Linked DNA regions of Xenopus laevis: region 2 is linked to region 1. Evidence: chromatin contacts called from public Hi-C data. All regions are on one chromosome and are shown on one strand. Each heading gives the region's core, a stretch centred on a gene start, on an enhancer-like site or on the middle of the called end of the contact. The rest is flanking DNA. Distances are from core to core; before and after follow the strand shown. Region 1 has its middle 17 kb from the start of fam83e.S. Region 2 holds the start of LOC108697831 (carnitine O-palmitoyltransferase 1, liver isoform-like).

What was found. A called contact is a pair of places that touch in the nucleus more often than the background predicts.
Region 2: a contact with region 1 is called in a Hi-C map of the XTC cell line, with 4 times the contacts expected there. The contact joins the promoter of LOC108697831 here to the enhancer-like site in region 1. A contact is called at or near these places in 2 of 4 Hi-C or Micro-C datasets (the XL177 cell line and the XTC cell line).

What each region holds. Positions count from the first base shown.
Region 1 is chr7S:102,450,411-102,453,758 of Xenopus_laevis_v10.1, reverse strand. No RefSeq gene overlaps it. Among protein-coding and RNA genes, the nearest start is that of fam83e.S, 17 kb to the left of the region's middle. Within about 2 kb of position 1,363, at least 1 of the 7 cell types and tissues checked has an H3K27ac peak or open chromatin away from gene starts, as enhancers often do.
Region 2 is chr7S:102,636,650-102,639,552 of Xenopus_laevis_v10.1, reverse strand. LOC108697831 (carnitine O-palmitoyltransferase 1, liver isoform-like) reads right to left here and starts at 1,381. Exons shown (of 19, transcript XM_041571639.1): 1 at 1,227-1,381.

The DNA of each region.
Region 1 (3,348 bases), core at 114-2,613:
TATCTGTTGTCTACTGTGTATCCTGTGCTTGAATGGCTGCCCCCATGGCTACACAGCAGCTTGTTATATAAACTATAGTAGTATTTATCTGTTATCTACTGTGTATCCTGTGCTTGAATGGCTGCCCCCATGGCTACACAGCAGCTTGTTTATATAAACTATAGTATTACTTATCTGTTATCTACTGTGTATCCTGTGCTTGAATGGCTGCCTCCATGGCTATACAGCAGCTTGTTTATATAAACTATAGTAGTACTTATCTGTTGTCTACTGTGTATCCTGTGCTTGAATGGCTGCCCCCATGGCTACACAGCAGCTTGTTATATAAACTATAGTAGTACTTATCTGTTATCTACTGTGTATCCTGTGCTTGAATGGCTGCCCCCATGGCTACACAGCAGCTTGTTATATAAACTATAGTAGTACTTATCTGTTATCTACTGTGTATGCTGCGCTTGAATGGCTGCCCCCATGGCTACACAGCAGCTTGTTTATATAAACTATAGTAGTACTTATCTGTTATCTACTGTGTATCCTGTGCTTGAATGGCTGCCCCCATGGCTACACAGCAGCTTGTTTATATAAACTATAGTAGTACTTATCTGTTATCTACTGTGTATCCTGTGCTTGAATGGCTGCCCCCATGGCTACACAGCAACTTGTTTATATAAACTATAGTAGTACTTATCTGTTATCTACTGTGTATCCTGTGCTTGAATGGCTGCCCCCATGGCTACACAGCAGCTTGTTTATATAAACTATAGTAGCATTACCAAAGCAAGCAGTTCAGTTTTAACAGTGCAGGATAACAGTAAATTATATATTAATTACTTTAATACACTTTAATTGTTTGTTGTTACTGTTCATTAAAGGATCCCAAGCTCAATGCTTCCCCGAATCTTGGCCAGCCAGGAACCCATCTTTCATCTCAAACTCAGTCCAGTGCCATCACACTGCCAAGTGTTAGCTCTCCTGGGAAACCTCTAATAAGAGACAGCTTGTAAAGCAAGCCTCCAGTCAGTGTTGGACTGGGACACCAGGGGCCCACTCTCAGTACTATTATTCCTCGTCTCCTCATTCAACCTCTATTCTCCTAGTCTCTTTTTTTAGCCTCTTTGCTCTCATAGAAGTAGGGAATGGTCATGAAATAGACCAAATATTAAGCAGCAGGAGGGCCTATTGGGAGTTTTCCTGGTATCCCTGTTGGCCAGTCCAACATTGACTCCAGTATTATATTCTCCCATTGAATGCAGAGAACTCCTTGATCTAAACCTTACATGAACTGGCAATAAAGGGAAAGAGGTGACAAGGGATGAGCATAGTAGCCTCAGGCTACTGAGTAACCGTGATGACTCCTTGGTTCCTCTTCTCTACAAATCCTAGTAAGGGATCACATTGTAATGAAAAGAGATTACTGAAGTCTTACAACTCTTCACAACCAAGGTAGCTGGAGGCTATTTATAAGTAAAGAGGTAAAATAATGCCCTTTATTAATTGCAATGTCTAAATATAATAGCTGAGGAATGAAGTCTGAATGCTTTTGAAATAAGCTCATTGTAGCATTCCTTGCCTTCCCCGTTGTATCACGTAAGCGCACGAGTGTTGCCAAAGTAATGACGGACATTTCAGAACATTTACTTTGCCTCTGTTAAATGGTAAGGGATTTCAGAGTTTGCACAGGCATTAGGGGGTTGTATCAACCAATCAGAGCTAAGCAGTTAGCCACTGTTCCATGAAGTCTCAATGCCCTTTCATACTACAGAAGAGAAAGAAGACAATTTGAGGAGAGATAGGTTTGATCAGCCAAGACTGTATTATCCAGAATGCTCAGGTTTTCTGTATAAGGGATCTTCCAGTAATTTGATTTCCATACCTTAAGTCTACTGAAAAATCATTTAAATACAGATATGGGATCCATTATCCAGAATTACATCTGCTAAAAATAATTTGAATTTCCATACCTTAAGTCTACTGAAAAATCATTTAAATGCAGGGGGATCTATTATCCAGAATGCTCAGGACCTGGGGGGTTTCCAGATAAAGGATCTTTCCATAATGTGGATCTCCATACTTTATCTCTGTTAAAAATAATTTTAAACATAAAATAAACCCAATAGGATAATTATAAGGATTAATTATAACTTTGTCATTATAACTGTGTCATTATTACAGAGAAAAGGGGAGATGGCATTTCCCTAATTTGGAGCTTTCTGGATAACAGGTTTCTGGATAATGGATCTGTATTTGTATTTACCGGGCATCACACACCATCCAGATCTCCCAATTCACTAAAAAAAAAAGAACCGTGTTGGTTTCCGGATAACAGATTCTATACCTATATTAATTAATCCCAATAGGATTGTTTTGATTAATTAGATTTTGTATGCGATGAAGTGCAGGGTACTTTGGATTTTTTGGATAAAATGGAGTCTATGGAAGATGGCCTTTCCGTAATTTGGAACTTTATGGATAACGGGTTTCCAACGGGTCCTATACCGGTATACAACTATAAAAGGTGGTAAAACATCTTTTTTAATCTTAATTTGCCTTTGATAAGTGTTTGGAAACCATAATCCCATTGTCCAGTAAAAAATATACATGAAAAAAATGGACATGAATTCTTGAATTACCCCTTGACAAATGACAATTGAAAACAATTCAGTTTCTGATGGTTCAATGTAAATGGCAGACCATTAAAAAACGCGTAATAGGGTCAGGGAAACTGGTTTATCACACACAAATGTTGTTATTGATGCCCTGTGCCTCCATATGCCAGAAGTGAAGCTGTTCAAATTGCCGTTTATTACTGTATGTTGGAGTTCTGGTGAAAACACTGTATTGTGGGTAAAAAAAAACATGGCTGTTTGTTTACATTTTTGCTTTTGCACAATTGCACCAACATAGGACTAGGAGGAGGGTCCTGGCCCATGGGGCTGCCACACCAGGGACCTGCAAACCCTTTGCCTGTACTTATTACACTGGCTCAGGACCAGTGCCAGGCCAAGTCGGGTAGGCACCCTAGGCAACGTGGCCGACTATGTTGTCCCCTCCTCCTACACATGTAAATGTGTGCCTACTTCAATGTTAGAGGGATTGCTGCCGCAGATGGAGGACACAAGGGTCCAAACTAGGGGAAATCTGCAGAAGAGGTACATGCAGGGTCAGACTGGACTGGCGGGACTCCAGGAAAAAACCCGGTGGGCCCCCGGCGGCCCAGACCTGCTCCCCCATCAGCTAGTCAGCATGTCTTTGTCTCGCGCATGTTCAGAAATGAACGGGGTGTGAGTTTGAGGTTGGGAGGTGGGCCCCGGTGACTGCCAGGAGGGCCCTTTGCTTTGCAGCCCCGTT
Region 2 (2,903 bases), core at 132-2,631, 190 kb before region 1:
CACAATATAAAGGTGGCCATAGACGCATCGCCAAAAGAGTGGATCTCTCCCCAATATGCTCAGATTGAAGTAGACGATATCGGTCAATCCGATCGTGGGCCCAACGATTGGATCATAATGGATCCGATATGGGCGACTGGATCGCGGGACCACATACACGCATAGATGCGGCCGCAATCCAACAGGATTTTTAAACCTGCCAGATCTCGATCAGGGAAGCCCGTCGGATGGCCCCACACACAGACCAATAAGCTGCCAACTTGCTCTGTCTGCAGCTTTTATCGGCCCGTGTATGGGGGCCTTAAGGCTGATTAGTAATTAAAACTGACAATTACTATATGGCAGCATAGAAACCAGTGCAATCAGCATCAGAATTTAATAATCAGCAAACCTGTAGAATCAGCTTATATTACAGGGGAAGCTCATTTTCTGCTGGATAATTAGTGACGAGCCCTAAGCTTAGCTTCTCAACAGCCAATCAGAGCCCACTGAGCATGTGAGTGTCACAGACACTTTCCAAGATGGTGACCCCCTGTGACAAGTTTGAAGTCCTGGATCATTGCTGCTATTGACAAGCTCAAACTTTAGCCTCGTGCAATAAGTTCACTATATAAAATTTATAGCCACATTCATTTTTAGGGTTTAGTTCTCCTTTAACGCAGAATGCATAAAATTATATAAACACATTCGCAGATGGAGATGCTCGTATGGGACAGGCACAAAGAGTTAAAAGGTCATTTTGCTTTGGAATATGTAACTGATCTTACACCTCTGTTACTGGCTCACTAGACAAGCTGGAGATCCACACTCCTGAGATTCAGTGGAGCAAATCATTCTCCCTACCTTGATCACTAGACTGGCACCAGGTCAGTGTGAAAGGGAAACCAGGAAGTCACCCAGCAGTATGGGAGATAAGGCTGAGGTAGTGAGGGCAGCGGATGTTTAAAAATGGCATCCTGAGATTAAGCAAAGTTTCAGCCCCATAATGCACTGCCTCACGGGCAGGGACAGTTACCCTAGTATCTCTATGCAAGCAAAGCAATGAGAGCAGCTGCTGCTATTGGAAGGAAAGTGTGAAGTAATACAGCTGGCTGGTCTGTTTACTGTTTTGAACAGCAGCACTGAAGAGGGATTTTGTTGTATCAGCCCCATATCCCAGTATTATATGCCCCCTTGCTTTAATTCCATAGTGCCCCTCAATAAAAATGGTTTAAATTGCGTTTTACCTCACGATGTCTGTATAGAGGCACGCTCTGCCCACTTATCTAGGCTGAAATCAGGCTCGCGACTTCTCCGTCTCTTCCACAGGAAGTGATCACAACTGTGAGTGACAGGCACAACCCTGCAACAGCAGCCCAAGTCCCGCCCTTTTCTCTCTGCTCCCACCAAACTGTGTCACAGTCTCCCTGCTCATGGTGGTGCAGCTTTTCTCTGAGCTATTAGTTCTCATTCCAGTCAGCTACCATTATTCAAGGTCAGGGAGCAGTCACAGAACAGCAGCCAGTCTTCAACTGTCTGGGAGCAGTTCTAGTTCTGTCACACACAGCTGGAGGGCCCCTTGCCCACATCAATGAGCATTTCTGTTATGTCACTATTCAAAAACATTAAGGGTTGAATTATTATTTCCTGAGGTAAAACAAGGTAAAAGTGAGTTCTTTATCTTGCTTGCCTTGCTCTTTTTTCCCCACAGTCTTTTTTTTTTGTTAGTCGCATAATAAAGAAAAATGGCAAAAACAATTGCAGAAAAAATTATGCACTCACTTTTTTCACCAGATTTTACCCAATTGTGACACTCAATTCATTAATAAATAAAAAAAACAGGGTATATATCCCCTTTACGGCTACTGTCCAATGGGGCAATAAACTGGAGGTATTGGCAGGGATAAATCTGACAAAAAAGATCTTAGTTTATCCGAATTTGCCTCTGGCGACTTTGCAACTTTGCAATGAGTAGCTCTTATCACAGATTTCAACTATTAACGGTGGAGAAGCATTTCAGGAGATTTGTCGCTCACGGTAGAGTCCTGCTCGGAACCAGTTTCTAAGACCCATACCCGACCCGAACCCTCAGCCTGCAGCCCACAACTCGAACCGCGACCTGCATAATTAACCACCCGGACCTGCAACCGCTACCCGACCTGTACCTGCAACTGCCTTATCCACAACCCGACCCGCCGATCACCATCAAACCGGAAGTGACATCATCAAATGTGCCCAATAGTCGAGAGGGACAGAAGCGTGCTGTGTGATGTAAGACAGCTGTGCCAGAAGTCAGATGAGAGGGGGAGATGAGTGGAGGGAAAGCTTCAGGGAGAGAGCTGCAGCAGGAAGAGACCCGCAACCCGTCCCGCAGACCCGCATCTATACCCGCACCAGAAAAGCCTACCCTCATTCCGCAGGGTACCCACTTTTTTTGGTGGTAACCCGCAAGTACCCGACTCGCTGCAGGACAGCAGCCATAATGTGAAAAAGGTAAGTAAAGGTAGAATTGCTGTGGTGATGATTATCATTGTAGCCGCTTAGTGGTTACCCAAGGTTGGCTCTTCAGCCTTGTACTGTTTGCTGAGTCCTCCACCTCAGTTAGTTCTCCTGGAAGTCCCCTGTGCCAACTTTAATTCCCACTGCATAAATCTTGAGGAACATTTTCCACTGCACATGTACTTGCCCAACCTACAGGTGAGGAGATGATGGCATAGTACTAAGCAAACCATTCTCCAGGTCTAGTCATAATAAAATAACCCATTGTTAAATGGACCTTAACCTGCATCCTAGTCACACAAATAAGTGTCTGCTGAGACAGGTGTCATGAATGCAGTAGGAACCCTAACCCCTGTGATCAGATATGCTCTTTCAGCCAACGTTGGACCCACATAGGAAAAAAAAGAGCAATATGCTGTTTGCCA